Regions from separate parts of the Gossypium hirsutum genome. Here region 2 is linked to region 1. A link is a contact called in public Hi-C data. All regions are on one chromosome and are shown on one strand. The core of a region is the stretch at or near the end of the contact, and the rest is flanking DNA. Distances in the headings are between cores, read along the strand shown.

Region 1 (5,017 bases), core at 728-3,227:
GTGGGGGAGAAATGTACTCATCATCTTCTTTGTATCCAAAATGGTGGCCTTCAGTTTCATATTCAACGTAGTTCGTCAGGATCCGCTGCATGGTGTCCACATCAAATAATGTATCGCCGGTAACAGAATATGCAGGAATCAAGAGATCATCCAAAACAGCCTGTCCTAATTGCAAGGCCATCCTTCTCTCCAAATCAAGTCGACAAGCAACAGTTGTTTCAAGGTATATCGCTGCACGAAGCAACACTGATAGAAAGCTTACGGACATCGCATTTTTCTCCCTAGGCAGAAGACTCACTATGGTTTCCAACACAACCCTTTTCTCGTGTTCTTGTCGCGGCTCAATTTTCTTCCTCCCCTTTCCAAATACTTCCTGCATGAAAAAAAGAGTCTGCACTTTAGACATCAAACATATATCTAGTAAAGAAGTCCATCATGTTGGTATGGGTGTCTCACCAAACCTCTAAGAGCCTTTTGTGCATAAAGCATAAGCACTGGACCAAGATCATATTGTTTAAACCCTCTTGCTACCATTGCAATAAGAACCCGTTGGAAGATGTCGATTCGAAGAACAGCTAAATCTTCAGCCCACCAATCGACAATTGATCTCGAGTTAGTGGTTGTCAAAGAAATGGTACTATCATTGCCACTATCAGACCTGCTAGACATATAAAACTGGCTCTCTTTGCAAGCTAAATACGCGATTGCGTCAATGCACCGGCTCACTAATTTAACTTCCTCTGCAATAGGGAGGAGGCTTTCAGACATATGTAACACAGAAACTGCTCCTGCTAGACTCTTAAGTGCCACTTCATTCAAGTAGGCTTCAGTTCTTCCCACAAGATTTCCGACTGCATAGTCCTCAGTCATCTCGAGATACTCGGCCGCACATCTTAGCATGGCAATGTTTTCGCTGCTTATCTCGAAATTTATCCCATAACAGAATTTAGCTGCTAGTTCAAATGAATCTGCTCCACCTGGAACATTGGGGATTTCTATGATTGAATGATCAGCATCATTGGATTCCGATACAACTTTTCTTACGTATCCAGACTTAGATATTAATGGAAACTGCAATTCAAGTAGGAAATAAGTTCAAAAAGTGCACGGTTCTGCCATATATACAACAAAATATAGATGCCAACTTGTCTATAAATGGTACTAAATAAATACAAACATCAACTGTGTCCAATTAAGCGACCATGGTTACAACACTACGGCTGCTTGTCATTCTGATAAATGGAAATACATGAATTAAAGTGTTTGATTTCTACCTTATGCAGTGAGAAAGAAACTCCTCCAACTTGGACAGTGACATCACTGGGAATCTCCTGAGAGAAAATCCTGGAAAAAACAACAAAGAGATCAGGTTATCAACTTCAGCAGCCACTTCATCAAAAATGATCCCTGTTACTGAAAGAAAAGGGGATAATACTGATACCACTCGCTGGTTCTCTTCATGGCTGTGGAAAGAAGCTCCTTTTTAGATGACATGTTAAAACTAGTAGGTGCAATCTCCTCCTTAACAAAATCCACCATGGAACACACTCAACTGATTTTACCATGATCTTATCTCTATCTCCATCAAGCCATAGATAATGAGAACCTTGGCAGTTGGCACAGAGAAATTCGGACACGATGCTTATAACTTTACAAGGTTGTAAGGAAGCAACAAAAACATGTCATTTCCTTCAATGTTTTGTCTCTTCTTCTTTTGCCTTGAATGTTTAAATGAGAAGCAGAAGCAGGAGCTATCATCTCTCTAAATCTCTAATGAAACTGCATTATCTAACTTCAGCCTTACAAAAAAAGCCATCAGAAATGGGGAATTCCCAAAACTAGGCCTCACAAGGAAACTAGAGGGCAGGGTGTACGGTGGACAAGGTTTAAAATGAGTGGCAATTTTGGTAATAGTGGAATGAAATGAGGTGAGTGTATAAGAAGATAGATGAAGATTAACAGCGTGTGGTGTGGGTTATAGAGATGAGATGGCTCCAACTTCCTTGGCGGCTAAAGGTCGAAAGCTTGTAAGTGGGAAATATTCCCATCCACAAATGTTCCCATCTATCTCTGATAAAATTTTATGTTTTAGTTTTTACAGGATATTTAAAAGATTTAATGTTCTAACTATTTTTAAATATGTTACTCTTATATTGTTTTACAGTGTAATAATGGAGAAAACATTTTTGACTACTTTTGTAGTCATCATATTAACATTCCAAGTCTAGCCCTTGTGTAATTGGTGATGTGAGCGACAACTTGTTCGCCACTGTAACTAGTCTCCAATCAGCAACAGTAGGAAAATGGAAGGAAATTGTTTGAAAAAGTTTTCCACATTAACAGGCCTAAACTAAAATTGCATCTCTCTTATCCATCCATGGGTGATGTTGAGATGACACATGTCGATGGGTTTCTATTCTGAAAAATGATAGAAGAGATCAGTTTGTCCCTACATTTTGAAGGCAGCAGATAACTGGGTGTCTATTTGCTAAAGTTGGGTAGAAATTCTCAGAAACTAATGAAAAGCATGATCATCTGTTTTACGCAATTTAAATTAAGGGTCCCCTTCATAACGTTGATAGTTGATTTGGTCGCCAATCCATGGTAAGATTTGATATGAAGTAGTGGGATTATAATTCATATCCATTTCACAGCTATTCCCGGCCCCATCCTTTGGATTTTCTGGTTATACCAACATTAAAAGGATTTTCGTATTTAGTTGCAGGCAATTGTCCCATTTTCTCAACTATTATGTTATTCTATCAAATTTTGACTCTTGGTGCAATCAAGTTAAAAGGACTAATGCTAATGGGCACCATAGCTACTGGAAACTTTTACACATTAAAAACGGGGTAATTTAACCATGAAATGCAAAAGCTTAAGTTATTAAATGCCTTCTTTTAATAATTCCCGGCTATTTCATCAAATATGCAGCTCAATTCTTGAAATTTATTTATTTTCTCCTTATACTTTAACACACTAAGCTACTCTTCACCTTGTTCACATCAACATTATTTTCTTCCTAAGAAAACGTACGTTTTTTTTATTTTTTTATTTAAGGGTTATGTAAATATTATGAATAGTTCTAGACATTTTAATATTTTTGACTCAATTCATAATACTATTTAAATTTGTCATTAATCGGACAACGTGACAATTATAAAAAAAAGACTTAAATCATAAAATGGTACCTAAATTGTACTTTTTTTTCTCAAGTTGCTATTTATTTATTTATTTATTTATTTGGTAACATAGTATAGTTTAATACCACTTGTAACCAAAATTAATTTAAGTACCAACTTGAGAAAATAGGTATAGTTTAGATAACATTTTGTGATTTAAGCCTAAAATAAAGTAATTTTAAGCTCTAGCATTTAAGATTTTTATTAATTTGATTATTACTCTTCAAAACTGCATATAAAAATTTAAAAAAAAATAATTTTTTTCATATTTTCAATAAAGATCCTAAAAAGTTGAAATTGTAAAAATTTTCCAAAAAATTTTTAACCTTTAGATATCAATGTGAAATCTTGCATCATAATCCATATATACTTTATTGTTGACATGGCACTATTTTATTTTGTACAATGTATTAGAAAATATTTTAAAAATTAAAAAATTCAAAAAAACAAATACATAAAAATTTTAAAAAATAATTTTTTTTTCTTATTTTCAAAAAAAATCATTAAAAATATGAAAAATGCTATAAAGCCATTTGAAATTCAAAAATGAAAACATAAAATTAGTTTTAAAATTAAAATTTTTAAAAAAAAAACTTGAAAAGTAGAAGAGTGGTGGCATGTGCCTAAGGAATTTGATGTTGGAATTTTCACCTTTATTATTAAATTTTCGTAAAATTCAAATATGTAGGGTAATTTGAATAACTTTATATATATAGTATTTAAATTTAAGGTAAATTGTATTATTAGTTATTAAACTATAGTTAAGTTTTAGTTTTTGTCATTTAATTAAAAAAGTTATAATTTGGCTACTAACATTTTCGATTTTTTTTTGCCACTTAACTGTTAAGTGACACTTTTTAACTTGGTATGATAACAATTTTAGTCCTTAACTTTTTTATTTTCTATCAACTAGACCATGATTCTATATAGAATTATAAAAAAAAAAATTCATATTATTTTAAAAACAAAAGTTCTATATAAAAATCCTAGAAAAATAAAATCTCAAATATGTTGTTTTTAAATACTAATATGTATGGGAAATAAAAAAATCATTCTATAGAATCGAAAAACAAATTAAAAACAAAATAAAAAAAAGTTAGATCATTACATACTTCCTTAGTTTTTCTCGAAATCAAATTAGCAATATCTTCAAGATGAGTTCCATGCTCTTAAAGAACATCCAGAATTAGAATTACAAAGGCATGGGAAATTGCCTCTAATGACATTCTTTTACCCAAAAAAATATATAATGTATCACAAAATTTTCTTTTTCAAACTCAAATCGATTCATTTTATTTAGTTTATTTTTCAAAACCCAATTTGTAAAAATGAATTATATCATGAATTTTTTTCTTTTCTTATATCGAAAAGACTATGTCAAGAAACAAAGGAGATAAAAAACAAAGAATCAATAATTTTGCTTAATGTTTCAAGGAATGGGTATTAGATATTTTTATATAAATAATACAGAAAGAAAATTTGTAGGGTTTAAAAACAATTTCCCCTCATTTTCTCCAACTTTATTTACTTTTGCATAAATTTTTAAATTTTTAAATTTTTTTAATATTTTAAATCAATTTTTATCATTTTATATCTAATTAGTCAAATTGGCCAAAAGTATAAAAATGGAGGATTAAAATTTTTATTATCCCAACTACAAAGTGTCATTTTTACAATCTAGTGACCAAAAAAAAAAACTTCGAAAACAATAGTGACCAAATTGAAATTGTTTTTAGTTAAATGACAAAAAAGAATATTAACCCACAATTTAGTGACTAATGATGTGGTTTACTCTTAAATTTAACTCAAATTGATTCAAAATATGTATCATTATT
Region 2 (5,017 bases), core at 1,853-4,352, 280 kb after region 1:
GCATAGAAAAATTTGGCTTCAAAAATTTTCTCAGCGTTGAAGATATTGATACTTTTATGTGGTGTAATATTATGCACTTCGACAATGTTGTTACTATGTGGTGTACTACTAATTATGTATTTGGATAATATTATTTCTAGTACTCATTATGGTTTCGAAGCAATTTATAATTATTCAATATTCTTACTAGTACTCATTATGGATAATATTTTTTCAATTTATAACGATCAATATTGTAGCTTATTATTGAGTATTATTATAAATAAATCATTGCAATATATGTAAAAACAATTTAAAATATAAAAATTTATTAATATATATTAATATATGTAAAAAACAACTTTTCCGGAAAATATTTTCAGGAAATCTGTCAAACAGCAGAAAATATTTTACACAGATTCAATCAAACACCAGAAAATATTTTCCAGTAAGTCATTTTACAGAAAAGTAAAATATTTTCCAGAATTCATTTTACGGAAAACATTTTACAGCCAATCAAACAGACCCTTAAAAGGATAAATATGGGAGTTTATGATTGGTTAAATCATTTGGCCTTTCTTTGCATTATAGGCGAATTATCTTATATATTTTCTTTAAGGAGTTAATTACACAATAAATCCTTAAACTATAATTTTTATTTTAAATTGATTCTTAAAATTATTAAGGTTATACAATAAAGTCCTCGTTAAAATAATTAATTTAACCATTAAATAAGATGTTAAATATTATCTGACATGGTTTAAAATGAAGATTGAAGAAAAGGGTATTGTAGAAATATTGGTTTTGAGATTTTAGAAGCTTTTCAAAAGCTTTATTGTTCACTTTTTTTTTCAATTTTAGTTTTAATTTTTTAAAGTTATGTAATAATGTTTTACCTTTTTTTTAAATATGTAAGATTTGACGCGTTATTTAACGATTTTAATAATATAAGGACCTTATTAGTATAAGGTCGATAGTTTCGGGATACAACTAAAACAAATTAACGTTTGAGGACCAATTTAAAATAAATGTCATAATTTAAGGATGTTTAGTACAATTAATTTTTTTTAAAAGTTACACTAATTCTAATAGGATTAATCATTATAAGTATTGAATAGAACAACTAACCTAACAACTAATTTAATTCTAAGTAACTAAAATAAATCTATAAAAAAAACCCACACATTTACATAGGATTACTCAAGCCTAATATCTTAAAGCATATTAGATATTTAACCTTGCCATTGAACCATTTATACATTTAATTTTGAAATGAATAATTGTAAATAACAATAAGTTTTAACATTAAAAACACTATTGTCAATCGAGATTGTTGCTATTGTAACAACTAGAAGAATGTGGGCTTAAGCGTGCTTAAGCACGTCTTTGAATCAGCTTTGGGAAAAATCTCAAAGCTACACTTAATTTTTGGCTTAATGAGTAATATTATATATGAATTTTGATTTTGTATAATTTTATACATTAAATTTGATTTGATTTAATTTTCATAAACTATTAACACAATTATTAATATGACACCATTTTAAATTTATATATTATATACACAAATAATTATACGTATTTAATATAAAATAAATTGATGTATTTTAAACTTATTGCAATGTTGGAGGGCTTGGAGCAATTCTAGATTAATTAGCTCGATTGGAATGAGCGTTATTACCAATATAAAAGGACATGGATTCAAGTGAGATAAAGCGCATCATCCTCTTATTTATAATTGGGAAGAGACTAACCATTCAATTATCTTTTCATTTTGAATTAGCTCGCAACATTGAATTTATACATAGAATCAATAAAATCAAATCAACATTACCCAGAAAGAAGAAAGAGAAGGAGAAGAATAATAAAAGAAATATTGTGTATGAAGCAAATTTTTTCTTTTTCTTTTTTCCTAATGTGATTAAGAGTTTTTCAAATTTTGGTTTGATTTAAAAAATCCGATTAAATAAACCTTATGTAGTGACTTGATAGTTAAGAATGTTCACTACTCCAGGTGTAGCTTTGATTCGAGTCGCGTTGGTTGCTAGGGCTTTATCTTGTTATTTATAATTCAAAAAAACAATCCGATTAAATAGAATTGAATGTCATAGATAACCAAATTAACTTGAATTCAATTTTATTGCTATAGTTCCGGTCAATTTATCAATTTTTAAACAATTTTTTAAAAAAATGTAATTTTATAGAAATCATTTATTAAATTAGAAGTTGAATATTTATTTTATATTATAAAAAATCAAAATTGAAATAAAAACATATAAAAATTCAATTAAATTCAAATTATTATAATTTTTAACGTATAAAACTCACATCGAATCCAATTTCATTTTTTTAAAACGAAGCGAATCTTAAGAAAATGAAAAAAGAAATAAAAAATCAAAACACTACCTTTCAAATAAATTTTCATTTTTTTAATGTTTTTACTCCGCCCTACTTCAAACTCTCATGATTGTTGTCAATTAAACTTTATAATCGGAGTCTGGTCATTATTCAAATAGTAAAAATATTTTATTTAATTATAATCTTAGAAAATCTACTATTAAATAATTTTAAATATTTTAATATATGTTTGAAAGGCTCTTATCATAACTACTCCTCAACTCTTAAATTAAATAGAAAGATAATGTGATTTAGTGTACTCGAATTTACATTCTCTTGTACAATAATTATGTCGATACCAATCGAATTAAGACTCAATCGGTAATTTTATTTTTAATATGACTCTACAATATCAAAGTAAAAAAAGAAAATAAATATTCAGTTTAATCATAGCTCCAAGTCCTTGTACTTTTTAAAATTTTAAGATTTAATCCCGTGCTTTTATTTTCTTAAATTTAATCTATTACTTATCTGATTTGAAAATTTCATTAACATTATTAATAAATATTTGCTAAATTTTAATACCTAACGTTTAATATTTAAGGTATTGGTTTAAAACATATAGCCAACTGAGATTTAAAAATATTCTAACAGTTATTATTAAATAAGCCCTAAATTCCTAGTAGAAACAGAAAACGTAGAGGAATTAAATTGCAAAAGCTTGAAGAGTAAAGAGAGTAGGGGCAAAATTAGACCTAAATATTCGGTAGTGATAGATAATTGGATACCTTAACCACATATACTATTTCACATACACCGCAATTAGCGGAACAGTCCTTTTCTAATTAGCTTTCCCTCTTTAAACTTCAGACTCTTCCCCTACAAAAGTCCATGGACCGACACTTTTGCCTTATAATATCACTATGTATACTTTGCTCTCCTTCTCAACTTCCCACTTCCACCAATCCCTTCTCTTCTCTTGTTTTTCTTTCTTTGGGTAACCATGGAAATTTTTCTTGAATTCATGTTTACTATTTCTTTTTCTTTTGTTATTTCCTTCCTTCTGGCTAAGCTTCTTTCCTTTTCGTCTATCATTGATCAACATCTAGAGATCGTGTCGAGATTATATGCGGAAGTCAAAACTGAATCAGAAAAACATGAATTTGAAGAAGTTGATGCTTTATGTGAATCCGTGGAAGAAATTGGTACCCAGGAAGAGTCTTCGAATGGTGGTGAAGAATTAATTAGAGAAACAGAGGGAACTGTTGAAGGAATTAGTTCATCTGAAGAGAATTTTGTTAGTGAAACCACTGAGATTGAACTAGCTAAAGAGGATGAAGAAGGGATTGAGGATTTGGTGTGTGATAAAGAGAATGGAGGAGGTTTCTTCTTGGAGGGGTCATCATCATCATCTGATGATGATGATTGGGAGGGTATTGAACGAACCGAATTGGAGAAAGATTTTGGTGCAGCGGTGAGTTTTTTGGTGCAAAAAAGTAATGCTGATCAAGTTTTGAAACTTGGCAATGATTTAAAGATGCAATTGTATGGACTTCACAAGATTGCCACTCAAGGGCCTTGCCACGAGCCTCAGCCGATGCCATTCAAGTTATCTGCTCGTGCAAAGTGGTAAAATTCCCCCCTCTGAATTTGGATTTTTAATTTTTCTACTTCCTTTTGAATTTGGAATAGAAAACCCTATCTAATTTGTGTGTAATAATGTGCTTTCTGTATCTGTTTAAGAACTTGATAGATAGAAATTTCATGAAGAATGATGAATGGAATTGACTTGATGAAGAGTGAAAATGTAAAGAATAAAACCATATGAACAAGTAGGGCAAAAAATATATTGAATTCCCAATTGCTTTGTTGGTTCAACTTAGATCCTTCCCTTTTGTTACCTTTGTTAATCGTGTTCCATATGATTGAAGAAACTGATTTTTCTTCATTACAGGAATGCCTGGAAAAAACTTGGTAACATGAGTCCAGAAGCAGCGATGGAGTTGTATATCACCCTTGTTTCAAGAAGCATCCCTGGGTGGCTGCAACCTGACATTTGTGTAAGTTGGCTTCCCATGTCTTGCGGTGCGGTTTTCCGATCACTTGAAGAAAACACGGATTTCCCCATTCATGTTCCTTGCTTGTTTTGATGTTGCAGGGGGATGGTAAACAGGATTATGTAGATGCCAAAGCCTCTAGCAAGCGACCTTTGGATGTCAAAAAAATGGCAGTAAACCAAGCTATAGATGTGGATTACAGGTAAATAGTACAAGTACTTTCATCTGGGATTTGATTCAATTCGGGACAAGAATCCTGCGGCTCCATGCATGTCTGCAGTGAACTAAGGCCTTAAATTCTCTTTCATTGCTAGACTTATTTTCACTGTTGACTACTCCTACAGGACTTCTAATATGAGTTAATGACTAACATTCAAGATATTGACTGGATGAAACCTGCTGTCTATACTCCATGAATAAGGTATTGCCATTGCATGTTTCTGTTTTATTTTGTATGTTGATAGTTTCAATAACATATAGGGGAATTTCATGAATGGTTCTTAATATCTTTATGTATCTTAGTTTCATATTTCTGAATATGCACCTTTGTTAAAACCAATTCTCTGGTATATGCCGACGTGTTTGACAGTGGTATGCTTTAAACGTGTTGACACAATTACACTTTGCAAGACATGCTAACAAAA

Evidence for each region. Hi-C and Micro-C count contacts between places; a contact is called where the count stands out from the background.
Region 2: a Hi-C map of leaf shows a contact between it and region 1, with 2.6 times the contacts expected there. The contact joins the promoter of LOC107938845 here to the promoter of LOC107934374 in region 1. A contact is called at or near these places in 7 of 34 Hi-C or Micro-C datasets (callus, leaf and seedling).

What each region holds. Positions count from the first base shown.
Region 1 is chrA12:29,187,802-29,192,818 of Gossypium_hirsutum_v2.1, forward strand. LOC107934374 (BTB/POZ domain-containing protein SR1IP1) reads right to left here and starts at 1,978. Exons shown (of 5, transcript XM_016866800.2): 1 at 1,442-1,978; 2 at 1,275-1,344; 3 at 457-1,071; 4 at 1-373. The coding sequence starts at 1,539.
Region 2 is chrA12:29,469,709-29,474,725 of Gossypium_hirsutum_v2.1, forward strand. It overlaps LOC107938845 (acyl-CoA-binding domain-containing protein 3), which reads left to right and starts at 3,103. Exons shown (of 5, transcript XM_041083928.1): 1 at 3,103-3,945; 2 at 4,271-4,376; 3 at 4,475-4,575; 4 at 4,718-4,794. The coding sequence starts at 3,320. The coding sequence ends at 4,736.